2 separate regions of the Gossypium hirsutum genome follow, and region 2 is linked to region 1. Evidence: chromatin contacts called from public Hi-C data. All regions are on one chromosome and are shown on one strand. The core of a region is the stretch at or near the end of the contact, and the rest is flanking DNA. Distances in the headings are between cores, read along the strand shown. Region 1 holds the start of LOC107933524 (protein CURVATURE THYLAKOID 1A, chloroplastic). Region 2 has its middle 50 kb from the start of LOC107933532.

What was found. A called contact is a pair of places that touch in the nucleus more often than the background predicts.
Region 2: a contact with region 1 is called in a Hi-C map of leaf, with 3 times the contacts expected there. The contact joins the enhancer-like site here to the promoter of LOC107933524 in region 1. A contact is called at or near these places in 6 of 34 Hi-C or Micro-C datasets (leaf and seedling).

Annotation. Positions count from the first base shown.
Region 1 is chrA08:102,666,093-102,670,937 of Gossypium_hirsutum_v2.1, reverse strand. LOC107933524 (protein CURVATURE THYLAKOID 1A, chloroplastic) reads right to left here and starts at 2,982. Exons shown (of 5, transcript XM_016865757.2): 1 at 2,481-2,982; 2 at 1,808-1,896; 3 at 1,605-1,712; 4 at 1,448-1,519; 5 at 871-1,090. The coding sequence starts at 2,637. The coding sequence ends at 1,025.
Region 2 is chrA08:102,766,500-102,771,344 of Gossypium_hirsutum_v2.1, reverse strand. No RefSeq gene overlaps it. Among protein-coding and RNA genes, the nearest start is that of LOC107933532, 50 kb to the right of the region's middle. Within about 2 kb of position 2,309, at least 6 of the 9 cell types and tissues checked have an H3K27ac peak or open chromatin away from gene starts, as enhancers often do. A contact at or near this core is called in leaf, where this site is marked.

The DNA.
Region 1 (4,845 bases), core at 1,733-4,232:
TGAGTTTGGCTGGCGGATTTTGTTTTATTTGCTTTCATGTTATCATTTTCTTTTGAGAATTAGTTAAGATTTTGATTGTGGTTGTGGTCTGAGTCCTTTATTCCATTGGGGAGTTCTATTTGATTGCAGGGTGGCTTTGATTTCAAAGTTTTGTGGGAATATTATGGTTTTGATTTCAATGTTTTCTTCTTTTTGTTAGATTTTTATTGTTGTATGGAAATTGAAGAATATTGGTTTCTGGCTTTTTGTAGCCAGAACCATTGCTGTTACTGGAAGGCATTAATCACCATTGTTTGACCATAACCAAGATGATAGGTGACAATTTCATGTATTATGGTCTATGTTATGTTGATTAGGATTAGGTGGTGAGTGCCGGATATGGGTATACTCAATTGTTTTGAAAATTTTTCATATATCTAGAGGATCCTATTCCTAATATCAATGTCCAAATACGTGTTGGATATGGTTACCTTTTCTTTTTCGGGCCCCAGGGGGGGGGGGATGCAGAGTTGTGTGCTAATGTGAGTCTCAAGTATGATATCAATCTGGGTATTGAATTTGGTGGCAGCTGGTTAATATTAAACTATGAATGTTATATATCGGTTCCTCCTACCTCTAGAAAGCTTCTCCAGCTTTAGAATGACATTCAGGCGACTCTGTTGTATAGGAAAAGATTTGCAATTTAACTATGGTTTCTTGAGAGATATTAAGAAGTGTTGGCATTTGCATGCTCGAATTTGTTGTTTTGTTTCTGCAGAGTTCATGAACCTTGACATGATAATAGGGCGAGTCACTGTACATTTTAATGGAAGAAATGGGATATCTCTGCACTAAACATGGCATTTATATGTAGTAGGAAAACTAGAGGCATGCGCATAAAATTGACAAGTTTTATTCCAGGAACAGGGGAAATATAAAGGTGACAAGAATTCATACAAGGAATCCCTACAATTACAGAATAAAGATGTCTCTTTTAGAGGATACAAGAAGGCCAGATTAGCATGCCATTGCCAATCCTGTACATCTATTCAGTTCCAGCAATCTTCTTCTTCAGTGCCTCAATATCCGTAGCTAGTTCTTTCCTGCTTGACTGAGGTAATACGCATGTTTTTAGCACACGGCTTTTAGTGTTCATATATATGATCTGATACTATAGTCTGATAACCAATTTGATTTTAATCGTAAATTAATCCACTCTTTTAAGTTGAACACCACCTCTAATATATAAGCTAGATTTAAAAGTTCAAAGTGAGCACTTGCAACAAAAAAATGCTGATTCAAAACCATCAAATACATCATTGTCTCTTCATGCATTTGTAAATTTCCCTTTAGAGTTATCAAGTTGAACAATTTGCAAGTGTTTAAATGATGTGGCTCACCCATAAAGAACTTGGATTATTCCACACAAAAAATACATGGGACCATATATATTTGACTGAAAACTTACCTTGAAGAGAAGGTATCTATAGACAAACCATCCTGAATATCCAAGTCCAACCAACTCCATTATCTTTGGAAGCTGAGAAGCACAGAAATGCATTGATTTCAGATAGGATTAGCATATAAAACAAGTTATAAAGTGTAGCATGAAGAGTTCCACTTACCAAGGGCACTGAGTTAATGGCGCCAACAAGAATAGATGATAGCCAAACGGCAACTATTGCCCCACCACCATAAAGAAGAACCGTGGTCTTGTTCTCAACTTTATCCCACTAGAAAACCACGAAAAAACAAGCCAAGTCAGGCACTCAGTTCAGCAGGTTAAAAGAGCAAGAAATTGATTATGTGCAGGCCACCATTTTCTCACTTTTTCTTTCAAGTCATCAAAAAGCTCCCCGGTATCGACAGAGGTGTCTTCTGTTGCTTTTGTTTGGAGAAAAGGAAACCTCCGGGATTCTGTACCAAAAACAACAGGGTAAATAGAAGGCCAAGGAATACGTAGCTCAAAGTCAAATGCATATACTATGACAGAGACAACCAAATAAAACTATTTGTTGTTGTGGCATTATAAAGGAAGAGCGCTATATATTAGACCACTTCATAGTTGTTTTACCTATCTATTCATGTTATACGAACATGTCCGACATTCATCCAGAGTTGTTACTTGCATTCTATCCCATACTTGAATTGGTACCAATTCATCCCCATTTGAAATTTGGGGTCCCAACTCCCATATTATCGTCCAAAAGATTGACCCATTTTTTCAGACAAAAGCCTCCATAATTAGTTTACTGCAACTACTCTTAACACGTGTGATTGTCACCAATATAACGTTTCTGATCCTACACCCACCACCAATGATTTCATTTCCGAAAAAACCAATCTCAATTCCGAATATGGTGTTTGGAAGAACAGGATATAGAAGTGAACTCTTAACTTCTATGACCATTAAGCTTTCATTTTCATTCAGTAAAATCAAACAAAAGGAAGAGCAGGCAAGTGAAGTGAGGCGTTAAAAGGGAGAATGTTAACAGCAGTACCTGGAGTTAGCTTAACGGACGAGGAAAAGGAAGCGGTGGAAACGCGAGGAGGGACAGGCGGCAAGGCGGAACAGTGGGTTGTTCTAACGGCTGCAGGAACACGTGGAATCAAGACGGCGGTGGCCGACATGGAAGCTGATGCTGCTGCTGCCGCCATTTTTTCCTCAAAAATTAATTACTGCTATTTCTGAGATAGATAAGCGCCCTCTTGAACGCTACAAATCCTATCCTTTCCTTTCCTTTTGCTGCCTTCTTTCACAGTAGTATTCTTCCTTGCTTTCAAAAAAAAAAAAAAAAAAAGCTCTTCTTAGAAAAAATTCGTTTTCTAATTTATTTTTGTCTGAATGTTTGAATTACCTAAAAGTAATAATAAAAAATGGTATTATTAGTGTGGGTGAGGTTTTGGTGGCAGACGAATGGAGTGATTGACAGGTGGATAAGATTTTTGAAGGAGGATTATGATTGGTTCGTTCCCTATCTATATGCAATCCATGTTTTGAGTAATAAGGGGTCATAGCCCACTAGCTACACCTTTTAAATGGGCGGGTTATCACGACTTTGATTATCGTCAAAAACTTTCACTCAAGGTATATTAATTTTTCTATAAATCAAGGTATTTTTTTATATAAAAATATAACTTGAATTTTATCGAAAATTTACCATTTAATTTGAAAGCTGTTAAAAAATATTTATCATTTTAATTTTTTTTAATTTAGTTAAATAAAATTGTTCAAGTCTAGTTTTGTTAAAATATGAATTTTAATACTTCGATTGGATTCTTTTTAATGTGTAAGATAATACTATGATCCATGAGGGAGGAATCAATTGGGCATGCCTTTTTAGAATTCTTGCTTGGCACATATGGAGGAATCACAATCATTTTATTTTTCAGGAAAAATTTTGGAGCCCAAGTGACGTAATCAAAATTTCGTATAGTTGGGCCATACATTTCTTTTCGACCTTTAATACAGAAATGGTTGGTTGCCATGATTTATCCTATGAAGAACGTGTTGAAAAATATGGACATCACATATATAATAAGAATAATTACATGTTATTATTATTTACTATCATGATATGTTAGACCAAATTAAAAGTGATCTAATTTGGTTAATGTTTTATTGTGCTTTAATTATTAAATAAAATATGGGTCAAATACGTGTAAATATTTTAGCAATTGAGTTCTAATCAAATTCTAATTAATGATGGGCTAATTAGAAATTAGTACTAATATGACAAGATTATAAATATTAGGGTTATGGTCCCCAAATTATATACAAGATATCTTTTCTAATATCCCATCCTTAAGAAAGAGAGAGCAATATTCTCTGAATTTCTTGTGTGCTAATTTGGAAGATCAAATTCCCAAGATCAGGAAAAACTTCAAGGAATTTATGGATTTAGGTATGCTTCTGCATCTAGTTTTATTCTTATTTTGTTCTTAATGATTTGACATGAGAAGATCCTGATGTATGATTTATTAAATTTTATATCATATCTTAATTAATAATTCTAACAAGTGACATCCGAGCCTCGAACATATTAAATAATTGGGAATTGATTAAGGTTATTCATTTGAATGATTGATTTATAAAATTTCATGGGTTTTATATTTCGGATAACATCTTTGAAGGTTTATATTAAAGTATTTTTTTAATATCTTGATTATCTTGAATTCATATTAAAATTTTAGGGATTTATTTTAATTTTTAATTTGGGTGATTTTCAAATTGATAAATTTAATTATAGAGTTTAAAATATTTTACTTCAGTGAATGATCATGTTAAAGTCAATATTTTTTTTTCATTCTTCATTGTCCTATGTTTCAATTTCTGTTAAATGAATAAATAATAAATCTGTATGACATTTAGTTAAAAAAAATTGGAAAAGAAGTTCATAGTTTCGTATGTTTCATTTATATACATAAATATATAATATATGCATGCTTTAGTTTCGTATGTTTCATTTATATATATAAATATATAATATATGCATGCTTTGATTGGTTTAATGCATGTTGTTTTGAAAAATTATATAAATATATATGATTATCTTTTAATTCGATTGAAAGATGAAATTAAGGTAAATATTTTGAAACAAATAGATTCAGATTTTGACTTTTAATTAAGGATGTCAAATATTTTAAATAGATTAGTTGAAACAAAATGTCGCCAAAGTGACCTCTTTTGTGTAGATTAGTTTATTTGAAATATCAAGATGATTATATGTTTTTGTGATTCATGCGTTTATTGATTGACTCAAAGGTAAGTTAATATTTGGTAGAATTTCAATGACATCTGTGGTAATAAATGTGTGACAATTATAAGGTATTTTGTATGAGTAATAAGTTAGTCTAAAGATTAAT
Region 2 (4,845 bases), core at 1,060-3,559, 100 kb before region 1:
ACGCCTTCCAATAGTCTCCTGCACACTCACAAAGTATATTAGCTCACCCTTAAGCCTCATTCGGCCCCTAAGGTCAATAAAAGACTAAGATTACATTTTTTTCTATTGAATGTAAATGAAACTAAGAAAACTTAATTAAACCATAATAAAAGTGTTTGTATTCAAGCTTATCAACTGCGAAAACTAGTTTAATATACTACACCAAATTACGACAGATCACCTAGTTTATAGAATGGGGTCCCAAAACCGTAATTTTCAAATCGTTACACTTTTGGTTAATTGCCATAAAAGTCTTAAAGCCTTTTTTCGATTAAAATTCTATAGCAATTGGACTTTTATAATTTAGTCTTTAAGCCTTAATTAACTATATTATTGACTAAATTACTTGATCATTCTTCACTATATTTTCATACTAACTTTGTAAATTTTCCTATTTTATATTTACGGACTTGGTTTACGAAAATGGGGTTTTGAAACCGCTTTTTTCGGTTCCACTGAAAATTGGATCGCTACAATTCTTTTTTTTTTAAATTCAAATTATGACATCATAATGATATCAATATTGCCACATGTTGCTGTCTAAAAGTGCCACTTGTACCATACTTGACACCTTTACAAAAAAATACCGAAACTCTATATAAAATGAAAAATCGAGTACCAACTTGAGAAAAAAAATGCATAAGTACCAACTTGGGAGAAGGTAACAAGTTTGGGGTCCAAATGTATATTTAAGTCAAACTAACAATAAAGTAAAACTAAAAAAAGATGACAATAAACAATAAAGCTTTTGTAAAAACTTAGAAAACCCCAAAGTCAAAATTTTTTCAACATCTATGTTCGCAATATTCACTTTTCCTTTAAATTTTTCATTTCATATTATGCCAAGTAAGATATGACATCTAATTTAACGGTTAAATTGATTATTTTAGTAACAAAACGACCTTATTGATATAATTTTGATAGTTTAGGAATGAAATTAGAATATTTTAAAATTTGGGGACTAATTTAAAAAAGAGGGTCATGGTTTAGAGATGTCTAGTGTAATTAACTCTACATATAATTTGGGAATATAATTTTTATATTTTAATTTGATATAACTTAGTTTTCTATTATCATTAAGATTTGTATTTGGAATATTGACAATGTTTTCTTTCTAATTTCATAAATAAAGTTGAAAAATAATCATTTGTTTAATTCTTTTTATTTTATATTTTATTGGATAAATATGCATTTTGAAATTTAAATTTGGCTTTAATGTTCAAATGACATCAAATTTTTATTTTTTGTTCATGACAATACACGAATTTAGCTTGTGTGACACATTTTAATTCAATTTTACAATTCCTTTAAAATTGGATGGTGCCAATCAATCAAAAATTTAGACTCATGACCAACTTGTTTGATTCACATCATCCAATTTTAACATAAATATGAAAAATGGATTAAAATGTGTAAAAAAATCTATTTTAAATAGCTATATGAATAAACAACATATAAATATCAATTTAAACATTAAAATTGTACTTAAATACAAAATTATATATTTAACTTATTTTTAATCATCCTTTCTATCAAGTTCGGGTAGTTTAGTGTACCATATAACTTTCTTTTGTTATTAATGTCATATCTTATTTTAAATTAAATTATTAATGTTATTAAGAAAAAAATGCAAATAACGAGGTCAAATTGGAGTTATTTTTAAATAATATATTAACAAGAAATTACTATTTTTATAATCATAATTTTATCACAAAATTCACAATAATAGTAATTTTGGAAATACGAAGTCATAACACATATAATAGTAATAATAATAGGGTTTAGGGATACAAATCATAAGTTCACCTGTAATTACAGTGGTTTCAATTGCAAATTGCAACACCTCTAATAGTAAATTGGGCCTTTGGCAAAGGCCCAAAGGCCTGGGATAAGGAGAAACAGTGACGACTTTCCAAGTCATGAACTTAGTAAGCTAGTATAACATAGATTTAGTAAATAAATTTAATTCTAATACAGATTCTTAATAATAAAAAAAACGAAAATTATATAAATACATAGAATTATCATATTTAAGCTAGCAAATGTATGCTGGGCTCTTACAATATTTATCTTGAAGTCCATAGCAAATAGTGTATAGCCCACTTCAATGAGACCAACAATGGTGAAACACTTGAGATGATAATATTGAGACAAAGTGAAAGTTATTATTAAGAGGTTGAACGCCAGCTCAAGCAGCCTAGCCGGTCGGCCCCGTTCTGGTTAGCTAGAGCTTTATAAGTGGCCCCACGCTGTCATCTGATCTGAACCTGACCAGTTGTACAGGAATGGGGTTGTCCTCACTCAACAATTAAAAGTACATTGCAGTTAGCACCAGAAACTAGTAGGGTAAAAAAAGAAAAAAGAAAATTGCAGGTGTCAAATTGTGGGCGCCTAGTAAATGAATTTAAGAACACGATGTTTTATGAACTTTAATGGGCTTAATGTTAAGGGAGCAGTGTGGGTGGTGGTGGTGTTACAAGTTGGCTAAGCAATGAAGATGGTGATGATGATAATGATGACAATATTGGTAGACAAACCAAATCAAACCAGCCGCACGCAGCACGATGTGAGTGGTTTTTCCTTTTTTTTACTGATTGGAGTGGCTGCTAAAATAGGGGAGTTAATTTATAGAATGAAACAGAGGGGATGGATGGATGGATCGATCCATGAATGGGTGATTCCATTTTTACTTTTTATACAGTTACCATATGGTGGGAAGTGGGGCAAAGCCTCTGTTTTGTCTGATGACTATTCCCTCACAAATCTCCAGATTTCGCGCCGATCCTACTGTTTTTCCCATCCTTTTCAACTACCCTGCTTTTATGCTGTTGAGTGACAACTCCCTTCTGCCATAACTCCTCCACTCCCCTAAGCATCATCTTTCTTTTTCTTCTGTTTTTTCTCTCTCCCTTAACTTCTCCAACAAATAATATTTACTTATTACCAACAAAACACACTTCAATCACGAAATACGTAGTTGAAAATTTTTAAAAAAAAATGTATCCTTCGTCCATTGTAGAATCGACTTTAATTTTTTTTTAAAATTTACTTGACGATAAAATTGCAAAATATTTGATAATAATATAAACATATATTAGTAATTCTACATATCATATGAAAATTACGCCTCCAAAAATAATATTTAATAAATAATAAAACATATGAATTTTAACAAATAATAATATATATAATGTGTAAACAATTAAAATAAAATAAAGGGTAAATTTTAAGAATAGTCAATCAATTATTCTATTCATTCTATTTTAGATTTTTTGATTTAATCACTTAATTTTTTTAAATTACTTATTTTAATCACTCTTATCGTTAACTTAGTAACCAAAGTATAACGCACAGACTTTTTTATTAGTTTAATAATAAATTTAACATTTTCATATTTACATATCTATCAATTTGGTTCTAAATCTAAAAATTTTAACAGATCTAGCCCTTAATATTTACAACATTTGTTATTTTAGTTCTAATTTTAAAAATTATCAAATATATTTAAAAAAATCTTTAAAATATTTTAATATTTGCTTTTTAAATATTTTAAAATTTATATTTTCTTTTTCTCATTAACCAAACATATGGAAAAACATGAAAATTAAAGTTATTTTTTTTAGTCTGTCTCTTTTGATTTAGTCTCTTTTTCTTTTACTGCATTGTTAGTCTCAAATGACTAGTTAAAAGCTCAAAATTAACAAATTTATAAACCTAGAAAATTGACTGAGATGACCACACTAACTCCGATGGCCTTACTCTTTAAGGCTATAGTGTTCTCATGTATTTATCATTTCAAACTCAAGCATTGGAGAGGTTGCTAGTCAAGGCCATGACATTTGATATTTCCAACTTTATCAATAATTGAATGGACGGAAGAATAAAGTGGAAGATACTATTGAAAGTCATTTTGGTGCAAAATTCTTTAAAATATTTTTATATTTACTTTTTTAAAATTATAATTTATATTTACTTTTTAAAAATTGTAAGATTTTTTAAATATTTTTTATAATTTTCATAATTAGGACTAAAATGAAAAATTGTAAACATTGAGGGCTAAAATTTGTTAATTTTTTTAAATTTAATATCAAATTGATAAAATGTGTAAACATTGGAGGCTTAAATTTGGTATTAGGCCAATAAAACAAATTTCACATTAAACATCCATTAGACAACTAATGAAAGAGTAAATTTGAAAGTTTACTGATTAAAACAAAAACAAAAAACAGTTGGGTGACTAAAATAGAACGAACTGAATAGTTTGGTGACTATTCAATCTATTCTTGTAGCTTACTCTAAAACAAATCAGTTTAAATTATGAGTAATTTTTTTTTAAATAGATAAATACACCTAATTAAGAATACTGAATGCACTCTAATTACTTTTTAATTCATATTGTAATTTTTCTATAGCATGTTAAAATGCTATTATGGTAGAAAGCATTATTTAATATTTTATCAAAATGTTATCAAATTGACGAAAGAAAAGTTCTATTTCAAAAACATAGTAATAAAAAAACCTCATCAATTCTAAATTGGTATTAAGTTGACTTGTGACACTCAATCCAATCAATATATAAATGACGTCGGTAAAAATATTTATTTTAATATTAAAATTTAAAGATAAAAAATGATAAAAATGAAGTTTTATTAATATTAATGTCATGGTTTTAAATTTCGCCATATGCATATTATAACTTTGTAAAAGATTTATGATTTGAGTTGAAAGAGGTTATTTTGAATTTTCTAACCAAGCAGAACATTTGCACCAACCATTTCACCTTTATTTATATAATATTAAGGGTGA